Regions from separate parts of the Sminthopsis crassicaudata genome. Here region 1 is linked to region 2. A link is a contact called in public Hi-C data. All regions are on one chromosome and are shown on one strand. Each heading gives the region's core, a stretch centred on a gene start, on an enhancer-like site or on the middle of the called end of the contact. The rest is flanking DNA. Distances are from core to core; before and after follow the strand shown. Region 1 holds the start of PDS5A (PDS5 cohesin associated factor A). Region 2 holds the start of UBE2K (ubiquitin conjugating enzyme E2 K).

Evidence for each region. Hi-C and Micro-C count contacts between places; a contact is called where the count stands out from the background.
Region 1: a contact with region 2 is called in a Hi-C map of fibroblasts, with 4 times the contacts expected there. The contact joins the promoter of PDS5A here to the promoter of UBE2K in region 2. A contact is called at or near these places in 2 of 2 Hi-C or Micro-C datasets (fibroblasts and hippocampus).

Annotation. Positions count from the first base shown.
Region 1 is chr6:30,130,284-30,136,025 of ASM4859323v1, forward strand. PDS5A (PDS5 cohesin associated factor A) reads right to left here and starts at 2,927. Exons shown (of 33, transcript XM_074274573.1): 1 at 2,786-2,927; 2 at 2,063-2,238. The coding sequence starts at 2,200.
Region 2 is chr6:29,913,297-29,919,032 of ASM4859323v1, forward strand. It overlaps UBE2K (ubiquitin conjugating enzyme E2 K), which reads left to right and starts at 3,426. Exons shown (of 7, transcript XM_074274577.1): 1 at 3,426-3,910. The coding sequence starts at 3,848.

The DNA.
Region 1 (5,742 bases), core at 1,677-4,176, 220 kb after region 2:
TCATATTTCTTAATTACTGACTTCAAGGCTTTTGACTCACCCCTCTTCTCCCACTCCACTATAGCTACATTTTACAGATCTTTTAGAACTAGCACTGTCCGCCACTTCAAATTTGCCCTGCCTATAAATACTCTGGAATTGCTATCTTCCTTGACTTTCTGTTGTTCCCAACTTGGGAGGGGGATGAAATTCTCTTTCTGTTACAAAGCAGATGAACACTAGAAAAAGTCATAAAATGAAGTTTATTTCACTCACTATATCACTCATCTAAATATTACCAATCTAAGTTCAAAGTATACTCTGCTCCATCAACACTTACTCCCCTCTCACATCCAAGCCTTTGTTTACACTTTTACCTATATTTACAATTCAATTCAACAAGTATTTATTAAATGCCACGCATGTAAAAGACATTGTGTTTATAAAGTGAAAAACAGAACAGTGCTAGTCCTCAAAAAACTTCCAGGGTTACACAATGTGTTCCCAGTAAATGCAATGTAATGGAGGGAAACTAACAACTAAGGTGAAGAAAAAAAATAAGGAAAAGCCTGTCAAAGAGGAGGTGACATAGGAGCTCAACTCTGAAAGCAAAGGATCACAAGAGGCAGAATTGATGAGAGTATTCCAGGTATGAGACAGCTTGTGTGAAGACAACAAGGTTGACGATGTTCTATCATGTCTCTTTATTAAACACTTCCAAGTTTATTTTATATCTGTGACTTTAAATTGAGCCTCAGAATAATCCTGTGGAGAATGTACTACAGTTATCCTAGGACTACAAATAAGGAAGATGAAATTGACTTGTCCATTGTCATACAGTTAATAAAGTAATATTTGAAGGCATGACTAAAGTCGGGTACTCTCCACTAAGTCATGGTACTCCCACAAAAGTTGGACTAGGTATATCTAAGGATCTTTCCAATTCAGATTATGTGTTTCGGAAATATCTATTCTGAATCGCTACTTGCTACTATGGCTGCAACACAAGGACCTTTACAAAAAGTCTCTATGAAGAATGTACTTTGAAAGTTCATTGGTAAAGTCCATCTCCAGATTCCATGTATGGCAGATAGGTGAAAACTTAGAAAGTTCCCTAAAGGAAATACATCTCAAAGTTCAGTACTTCTAACAGTAAAATGAAGACTAACTGCCAATAAATGTTCCAAAGTTATTTTTCCAATAGTTTGATAAATCATATGTCTATCCGTCCACAAATGCAAAATGCATGTCAAGCTGTCCAGAGATAGGGACACATCCTAGAATCTCACAACAGAGTTAAACATGCTGGCATCAAAACTACGCTGAAAAACACCATGCCAACTGAGCAAATTAGTCAAAGAAACCTACAATGTACTGAGCTTTCTTAAAACCACACAGAACTCATGGACTTAGGTAAACTTCTTATTCCAGAACTGAATCTTTAAAAAGCAATGTTAACCATTAACGTTTTTATCAAATAATGTACAAATCCAATTTTGCAAAATTATTTTATAGGCCAGTTTTCTTTCAAGAAATTAGAAACATTCATTTTTTAAAGCATTTCATGCAAAAAAAATTTTCAAAAACACAGGTTTCTGCACTTACAAAAACACCTTAAGTTTGAAATTTCACGTCTAACATTCATTCAACTTTTCCTGCCAATGACTGTTCTACATAAACTTTAAATTTTTTTCTATGAAAAAACTGACATTTTCCCCATTCCTGGAAGATTTTAGTCTTCTAAATTTCTCATAATGCAATGCTATAACTCTACCATTCAAAGTTTTCAAAAGATACTCAATACCTTCTTTGGGGATGGGGGAGGGGGAAGAAAGCAAATGTTTGAACAGGATGAATCTAGAACTATCTTAAAAGAAGCTTGAGTTAGCTACCAGATGCTAGGACAGTCCTGTCTATAGTTTTACAAAGAAGCTTTGAAAGGAAAGCATCAATCCCTCCTAGTCTGGGGGTGTTGGCCCAAGAGGCAGCAGCAGGTCCCCCCTATGGTGAGTTCTGGGGACACTGCCCCGGAGGCAGTAGTGGATGCCCCAGGGTGGGTTCTGGGGGGCAAAGGCGGGAGTACCTTGAGTCGTTTGACCACCTCGTCGTTGGTGATCTTGTCGGTGATCTCCTTCACTCCTGGGGGGTAAGCGATCTTGGCGTCCGAACTGCCCAGGCCCAGGCCCGAGGGCGGCTTGGGCTGCACAGGGGGGAAGTCCATGGTGGGCACAACTTTCTCCAGCGCTCCTCTACCGGCCTCTATCGGTCAGAAAACAAAAGTTCAGCGGGAAATGGACGACTTTCTAACCTCTTTTTCATTTCAAACCCCAAATCCGAGAGGGCCCAGCCGACGGGGGGAAGGGGCAGCGCGGCTGGGGCCCGGGGGCTGCAGGGGCGCCGTTCCTCTCCTCACTTCCCGGCCCGGCGCCCCGGTCGCGCGACTCTCCGGCCGGCCCATGCCGGGACTTCCCCGGCGCCGGGTCCACAATGAGGTCGGCACCGGGTGCAGCCACCGCCCGGCGCCCGGCAGCTGCGGGTGGGGGCGGGGATCCCCGGGCCCGGGCCGGTGCAGCCTCTGCCGGGGCAGCCTCTGCCACGGGACAGCCTTCGGGAGAAGGCGAGGCCGAGGCCTAGGGGGCTCGGCTTAGGCCGCGGTCCCCCGCGTCCGCTCCGGCCGCCCCCCGCCTCCGTCTCGGAACCCACCCCCCACCCGGGAGCGACCGCGTCTCCCTCCGCGCCCGGCCGTCCCCAGCCTCGCGCCCCGGGCCGCCCCGGCCTGCCCCGGGCCCTCGGCCGCCGCCTTTACCTCGTCCTCATGCGGGCGGGTGGCGCGTGGTGGCGGTCCGCAGGTGGAGCCCCGGCCCGGCTGCCGCGCCGCGGGATTGCACACAAAGCGGCCCACGGTCCCGCCGCCGCCTTCCCCGGAGCGCCGCGAGAGAAGCCGCGGGCTCGGCGGGGGAGCCAAGCCGAGCCCAGAAGCAGAGGCGCGCAGGGGCGAGCGGCGAGTGAGCGAGGGAGCGAGCGCGCGCTGCGCGGGGCCACACTGCCGCTCTCCGACGGCCCGAGGAAGAGCAGCCGCCCAGGCCGCTCGCCGAGGCCCGGCCCGGCGCCCAGCCCGCCACAGCCTCCGTCAGCCCGTCAATCTCCGCCCCCGCCCCGGGCCGCCCGCCGAGCCTAGCCGCTCGCGCTCAGCCCCGGGGCCTGCGGGTCACGCGGCGGCGGCGGCGGCGGCAGCAGCAGCAGCGCGCGCCTCCCCTCCCCCCCGCCCCGCCGGGGAGCGTCGCCCCACGCCCTGCGGACAGCGCCGCCTCCCGATTGGCGCCAAAAGCTGCACGCCCGGAGACCCGAGGAGGAGGAGGGGGAGGGGAGGAAGCGAGCGGGCCGGGCCCGGCCGAAGATCCCGGGGCGGGCGTGGCGCTCATTCCCCAGGAGCTAGGGGGCGCTTCGTCAGGGGACCCGAGAGCGCTGCGGCGGGCAGCCTCTACCCACGAGGAGCCTCCTCTGAGGCGGCCCCTCTCGCCCTCGGCTCAGCAAGGACCCCGCAGGTGAGCGGGGGGCGCACGGGCCACAGAGGGAGGAGAAAATTCTCCGACTCCGCAGCCAGGGGGTGAAGAGAACGTGCCGAGAGCGGCTCAGGGACTGAATTAGGGGCGCGAGCCGCCCGGTTCCGCCAACTAAGAACTGAGAAGGCGAAGGGGACCCCCTGTTCTCCCTGGCTGCTGCCCTCAGTCTCGGCGCCCATCGATTGTTCCCCATCCTTTTCTTTGGTCTTGGAGGGAGAGGCGCTCGGGCATCCGCACGCTTATCATTGAGAGCACAAAGCCGGGATCGGACGCGCTCGGCCCTCACGCTCTTCACTCCGGATCCGTGCAGGAGCCCGGGCTCCGGGCTTTGTTCCGGGCCCCGGACGGCTCCTCCGGAGCCGCTCTCCGGGACTCGGTGCGTGAGCCACTCACTCCGGAACACTGTTTCCCAGCCCCTGCATCTCTTGTGTTATGTTGTAACTAATTAAGGGATACTGTTCTTTCTGTGCCAGTCTTAAGTGCGATGGTTTGTATCCTTTCTTCCGTGAGCTTCCCGGGTTACTTATCTGCACATACACGGGAACGTTAAGCTTTATCGTCCAGAACAGTAATGAATCGGTATGGTTATTAATAATTATGCATAATATAATCAATAACCCTAATAGCATTAATGTGATAGCTCCATTGTAGACGTAGAGAAGAATCTTTCACATCGCCAAGCACTTAAAAAGCTGGTTATCATAAATGACAGTGGGCAGGAATGTCTTAACCCTCTGGTTTTTAACCTTATCTTCTGGTATAAAGCTCTTAAACTGTCTCCCAACCGAATGTGGGGTTCATAAAATTATCATCTATCATCAGTAAATGTTCTATTTGCATGCCTGTTTCAAGTGCCTGCGTCCCCGGTTCTTAGGCAAACAAAAGTGGGAAAAGACTAGGAAGCTCTGTTCCTAGTAGAGTCAATGAGAAAAGATGCAACCATTTAAAACAAGGTTTATAACGAATAATTTAATGAAATCAGACAATTTTTTAAAATGCAAAAGGGTTGCTTATTGAAATGAATATGTTTGAGTCTTGTTTCTGATATGATCCTTCTTCATTCCTAACGTTTACTTACCTTAAACCAGATTAGTTACATTTGTAATTATGAGGGAGAAAAAGGAAAGTGTGACAATGCAAAATACTCAAATAATAATGCCAAAAAAAAAAAAATACTCAGTGATTAGTGGAATTGGGTTCTTATCTAATCCCTGATTTCTCCTTCTGACTTTGGATAAGTTTTTTAAGTGTTTGGTTTCCTTATAAGTGAAATAAGAGAATTCCGACAGCTGACCTCTGAGATCCCTTACAGCTCTATATCCTAGCCTGTGAAAATGAGAATTGACTCCTCTCTGTAACATTTTTAGAAATTTATTTTCCTGTTGTACTGTAGTTATTGTGAAACTCAATAAAGTTTTAATATCTTCCAATCACGTTTCCAAGTGTTCCTGGAATCTCAGATTTGCTCTTTGGATAAGACATTTCAGTGCAGTACAATATTATTAAGAGGTTCTCCAATGACTATCAAATAACAGGAAAAATGAAGTCAATCACTATGGTCTGCTCTGACTTGAATGACTTTTTAGTTTCATATAGTAACTTAAAGTTTTTCTTTGCATTCTAAAATATTAATCTGCACAGTTAAGTGAACAAGTGATTATTAAACATCTACTACGTGGAAGATATTATGCTCAACACTGAGGGAGGTAAGAAAGGCTGCTAAGATCTAAAACAAAATCTGAGAAATAAAACAGTCCCCGTACTCACAGAGCTCATTATGGGGTAAGCGACATACAAAAAAATCTATGCACATACAAGACAGGATAAATTGGAGAAAATCAAAGAGGGAAAGAGTTATAAGCTTAAAGAGGCCCCAGGAAAGACTTCTCTTAGAGGATAGAATTTTAGTTATCACAAGAAGGAAACCACAAGGTGGAAGTAAGGAATAAGAGCATTCCAGGAATGGGGTAGGAAAGAACCAGTGAAAATGGTTGGATTTATAAGTTGGAGTATCTTATTTAAAGAAAAACAAATTCAGTGCAACTCTGTCAAAGAGTACACCATGGAGAAGAGGCTAGTGTGAGATAGTGCCTGAAAAAGCAGGGGGCAAGTTATGAAGGGTTTTGAACACCAGACAATTTTATATTTGTTCCTCATGGTGATCACTGGAGTTTGATGAATATCCTCAGATTTGCATGCT
Region 2 (5,736 bases), core at 2,176-4,675:
AGATTAGAATGGGGGCTGTAAAACCCTGGCCACCTCAGATAGTCCAAACTAGTTTGACCAGATCTTGTATCCAAGGTCCAAGTCCCAAAAGAAGTTGGAGATCAAACAAAGAATACCAAAGGGGCTACTGCCCTCAACACAATGCTTGGCTCATGGTAAGCACTTACCATAAATACATTTCATTCATTCATTTACTATTTACCTGCTACCTTGTTTTCCTGAGAATGGGGATTTCCCTACTCTGAGGTTATCTAGATAATTGGTGAGTCTTGTGTGGACTCACCAATCTAATATATGACTCACTAATCTATAACACAACCATTAATTTTTTTCTAGGATATAGTATCACCTGTACCTGTTTGGTATAGTTTAATAAATTCACTGGTACCCCAAACTCAACATATTTAAAACAGAACTCTCAGTAACTATTAAATTCTTACTGTGTCAAGCACTATGGCAAAAATCAGTCCATGCCTTCAAGGAAGAGGACACAACAAACAAACCAATATATACAAACTACACTCAGGATAAATAGGAAATAATTAAAAGAGGGGAAAGCAGCAGAATTAAGTGTGAAATGTTTTGCTCTGAATTTCAAGCTCTCTGAATTTGCTCAGAGACATGCCATTTTCTACTACCTTGATAATAATTGCCATTGTAGTTCTGCTGGAAGCCTATGCTAGCAAACCTGGCCTTGTAACATTTCTGCTTCACTTTGCAAATCTTTTAAAAGCCACATTGGTCAGATTTCTAATGTATTCTGAGTCGGGAATAATGCAGCATGCATCATGATTAATCCTCTGGTGCCCCACTGGCCTGGAGCTAACTAAGTTTAGAAGTTTGACTGTCTGGAACTAAATGTAGCCTCCTCCTCCTGCAGCTGGAGCTGCCCACTCCAGCTGCCATGGAAAGCTTACAATATAAAAGTAGAGGTCAGTCAATGCAGTGAAAGCAACATTATTTTAGAGTTCAATGTTTGAAGCAAAAGGATTTTTCAAAGATAATCAGATGAGAGAGCAGGAAGTAAAAGCAAAGAAAGAAAAAAGTCTAAAGAATCTGGCTAAATGCTAGATGTTCTCAGTCAGGAAAAGACTGAAGGGAAAAAAAGAATTGTTCTGCAGAATGAATAAAAAACTTCAGTATAGATAGGTAGTTAGACTGTGCATTCCTTAAAGACAGGGACTGTCTTTTGCCTTTTTGCATCCCCAGCCCATAGTAGGTACTTAAATATTTTTTGAGCACTAACAGCAGCAGCAAGATCGATGAGAATGAAGAAAATCTTTGAAATTTTTACTTCTTTAAGGAAGTATTTTCTTCTAGTATTCTTCTAGTATTTTAAAAATGAGGCTACTTGTGCCTGACTCGTACATTATTAAACTATGGCATTTAATTTGGCCTGTGTGAAAACTTTTAGTATTCTGTAATGCAGTTTTACTTAACTACTTTCAGGAACCATTCTGAAGAAGTGAGAGAGGGATTGGAGGATTTGTTAGGAGGCTTGTTAAGTCAAAATAAAATGTATCACAGAAAAAACAAGCAGACCTTTAAATGGTAACAAAAGTTACTCAAGTACCCTCTTCCCAAATCATCTGAAAATCTTTCTCAATCCCCTTCAATTGTAACAAGAATTGCAGCAGTACCAGCAGCATAGGCTGGGAAATCCGGTGAAATCTTAAATCGTTAAAGTTTGAGAGATCACTTAAAAATTCAATTCAATAAGTATTTAAATACCTTTCTACTATGGATTGCTGCGGGGTCTGGCATCCGAGGATGAGAATGGGGATTTGCCCTTTTCTCTTTGTCTGACCTTGGGTCTCCACCGCTGTGCTGTTTCTTCATCTTCAAAATAAGGGGGGTTGGACCGGACCCTGCCAGTTTTCAATCTGTGACCCCATTACTCTAGAGGGGATTTTTAGAAAAATAAAGGCAATAATCACTTCCCTCTTGAGAGGGTCTATGTATGTGTAGGGAATTCGACTGCCCTTGCCCTTGTGGCACTTTAATAATGGAGTCCCCACACAGCAAAAGATAATTCATGCTACTAAGAGATAATGTTCCTTGGGCGGACAGAAGGGCTGGCTGTCAGGTAACAGCCAGTCGCTAGTCATTTGGAGGACCGCAGTGTTTTGGAAGGGTCCGGGTGGTGCTGGTGGATGACTTGATAGAAAAACCCGAAGTTCGGGTACAGAACTCGGAGTATTCCCATTCATGTTGGGAATGTGGATTTGACCTGGGGACTGCATGGAGACGCGTCCACGCGCTGAGACCCGACGCCCATTTGGAGGCGTGCCAACCCAAGACCCTCGGATCCAAACGGGTCCTGGCAGCGACGCAGAGGATTGCGTAACAAAGTGAAAAGGCCAGCCCCCAGCCCACTTCCGCGTCCGGGCTCCGGGCCGCAGCTCGCTCCCCGGGCCTGGAGCGTACCCGGGCCGCTACCGGGCGCTCTGCGGAGCTCCCTCTCCCCCAAGGGCGGCTGGAGGGCTGACATTTGGCGTCGTCTCATTCGCGTCCCTGTCTGTTGCCGCAGTTTTTTGTAGCAGTTATGGTTACATCTTGTCCTGTTTGGGACACTGTCAAACCACATCTATAATACAGTGTATCTCTCCCGGTTCTTAGGAGATAAGCCTCCCATCCCAGCTAGGCGAGGTCGGGCTCCTCCCCCTCCCCGCCCCGCCTCTCTAATCTTTCCCTAGCCGAGTTCGAAGCTCCAGGGAATTTGCACTTGCCAAGTCCAGGTTTTTTCTAGCGGATGCCTCTACTGCCCCCAAACTTGAGTCGCACTGCGCCCTTCGCTCATGTCCCGCCCCAGATCCCTGGGTTCTTTTCCTGCTCCACAGTCCCGAATAGCGCACCCCGAGTCACAGTGTCCCGAAGAGTACCCGCAGGTTACAGGGTCCCGAATAGCGCAGGCCCCAGGCGCACCATAGGTCCCCCTCCCGGGGGCCCCGAATAGGGCATCTCCCAGGACTCAGGGTCGGGAATATCTCAGGTCGCAGCACAGCGCAGCCCCCGGGCTGCCTCGGCCTCGGGCTGCCAGCCGCTTCGGGTTTTGCGTCGGGGTTCCTCGGCCCCTCGGCAGACGGGCTGGCCGAGGCGGTTCAGGGAGCTTTGTGGCATCTCCCGCCCGCGCCTCGTCAGCGCTCTTTTGTGATGGCGGGGGTGGGGTGGAGAACGTAATTCCCTGTGAGGACTCTCCCGATTTTATCCAAAAAAATTTAAAAATGACGGCCGCGGTTTTGTGAGTGGCTGGAGCTGCTCTGCGGGGGTTCTTTTCGGGGTCCTCTGGAAAACCTCTCCGCATCTCTCCCTGGGCCCCCCAGGGTACAGGACGGGCCGGGGAGAACGGCGGGGAGGGGGCTCCGCGGGGTGCTTTCCCGCCGCAGGGTCGCGGCCTCGAGGTCCCCCGGGCAAGGCCAGCAGGCGGCGGAAGGGTTTGAGGCGGGGGCGAGGCCGGACGCTCCGAGGGAGGGGGAGGGGAAGCGGTGTAGTCGCGCGCGCCGCGGAAGCCCGGGACCAGCCCACGCACGCGGCGGCGCACAGGCCGAGGCTCGCGGCCGGCTGGCGGGCTCGCGGCTCCGAAGCTTCCTGGGGGCTGACAACGAGAGCCGCTGCGCCGCCCGGCCGGGCGCTCGCCATGCGCATGCGCGGCCCCAGCGCCATTTTGGTGGCCGGGCGCGGAGGTGAATCCACTGTGAAGAGAGAGCGGCGGCGGCGGCGGCGGCACGGCTCCCCGGCTCGGCTCTGACTCACTGAGGGAGGAGGAGGCGGCGGAGGAGGTGGCGGCGGCGGCGGCGGTCGTGGCGGCGGCGGAGGCGGAGGGTGCGAAACGGCTGCGGGAGGAGACATGGCCAACATTGCGGTGCAGCGAATCAAGCGAGAGTTCAAGGAGGTGCTGAAGAGCGAGGAGGTCAGCAGGAGCGGGGGCCGCCGCCTCCCTGGCCTGCCCGGCCCCCCGCCGCCCCCCGGGCTCCCCGCCGCGCTCCGGCCTTCCGCCGCGTCAGCCGCTGGGGGAGGGGGTGGCGGGGGGGGGGGGGGAAGTCGCTTCGAGCCCGGCCTGCAGGAAGTGGGGCCGGCGGGGAGCAGGCCGAGACAGGGTGGGGAGGCCCGGGGCCGGGGGGGGGGGGGCGGCCGCGCCGCTGGGGAGAGGGTAGGGGCGCCCCGAAGGCAGGTCGGCGCTGGGGGGGGAAGAAGGCGGAGGAGGAGAGGGAGGCCGGACGGGCACAGGACAACATGGACGCTAGTGTCCTGCCGGGGGAGGGCATACGAGAAAGGATTCCTCCCACGGCCCCCTGTGAACGGGCCCTGCGTGGCCCCGAGGGGTCGGCTTCGAGGAAGGTCCGGAACCGGGAGGTCGCCTGCCGCCGGATCTGATAGGTCGGGGACAGTGTCTCCCGAGGACTTGGGTCACGCTCCGAACTTGACTCTGTCCATTGGAGTAGGCTCGCGGCAGACTCTGGAGGGGCGAGCCCCGGCCCCCCCCCCCGTGGGGGCATTGAACGCCACTCTAGGGGGCCGCAGTAGACACCCCTTGTGATCACGCCCCCTTTCCCCCAAGTAGCTGTCCAGTCCAGGAGTGTCTCGGGGGTTCGGGGATTGCACCCTCCCTCACAGTGGTCGCAGGCTGGCCTATGACCCGAGCGTCGGGCGGGTCTTCGAGACTCCGGGACGCGGCTGCGGGGGCGGCCCCTTCGGACGCCCGGGGTGCGGGTCTGCGGCGATGCCCAAACGCACGGAGGCAGGACTGCGGGCTTTTGGAGCGCGCGGCTGCCGGCCCCTCGGGGCCGGGGGACACCCGGGCCGGGAACGGGAGCGGGGTCGGGGGCCTTCCGCGCGCTGGCGGCGGTCTGTAGGGGTCCGGGGATTCCTTTTCCCAGCAATTCTAGTGACCCAGGACGGTCCCCCCCCACGAGGAGTGAGTGGCCTCTTCTCTGGGGGTGTGCATTTAGAGTTTGCTGGAGAGCTTCCTCTGCTTTCTGGGTCCCTCCGGAGTTGTTTAGGGGGTTAGGAAGAGTAGAATAGGCAAACCCTGGAGGACTGGGCCAGGGTAGCTTTTGGCAGCTGCCCTCCATGTACATTTCCAAAGCAGCTTCCCTCCTCCTTTTCCCAAATGGTGAAAAAGGGCAGCTTTAGGGAAGGCTCCCACCATTTAATCTTGGTTGAAAATTGTTTCTGTCTTTGTACGATCCTTACAACCGATTATGCTGATTAGAGGAGGATTCCTGACTTAATTCATATTTTCCTTTCTCATGTTAACAATTATTTTGAACATCTGGTCAAGTTATTACTCTTTTTTTTTTTTTTAAATCACTTTGGGTTTTGTTGTTCTCCACCCAAAGTTTGTTTATGTATTGAGCTTGTATTTACTAAGAATATCAGCTAATATCAAAGGCATTTTGCACTTCAGCAGCTTTTGTAGTGGTAACAACACTTTTATAGTAAGGATTCTTAACTTTTTAACATAAAATAGCAGCCTAGATTTTCAGTTTTGGAGTTGGAAATCTAATTGATATAGTCTTTTCAGAGGTTCTTGTTTATTTGAAAAGCATTATTTTAAGATATTTTTCATCTCTAGCATTTGATCTCTAGACCTGTTCTCTTAATAGATTTAATTTTAAAAGTTTTAAAAATAACTCAAAATTAGTGGAATGGGTAAGGTAGCTAGGTCCTCTGTTAAGTCTTGAGTTATCCATCAAAATTTTACTATTTAGTTTTACTTTCATTGTTGATAGCAAG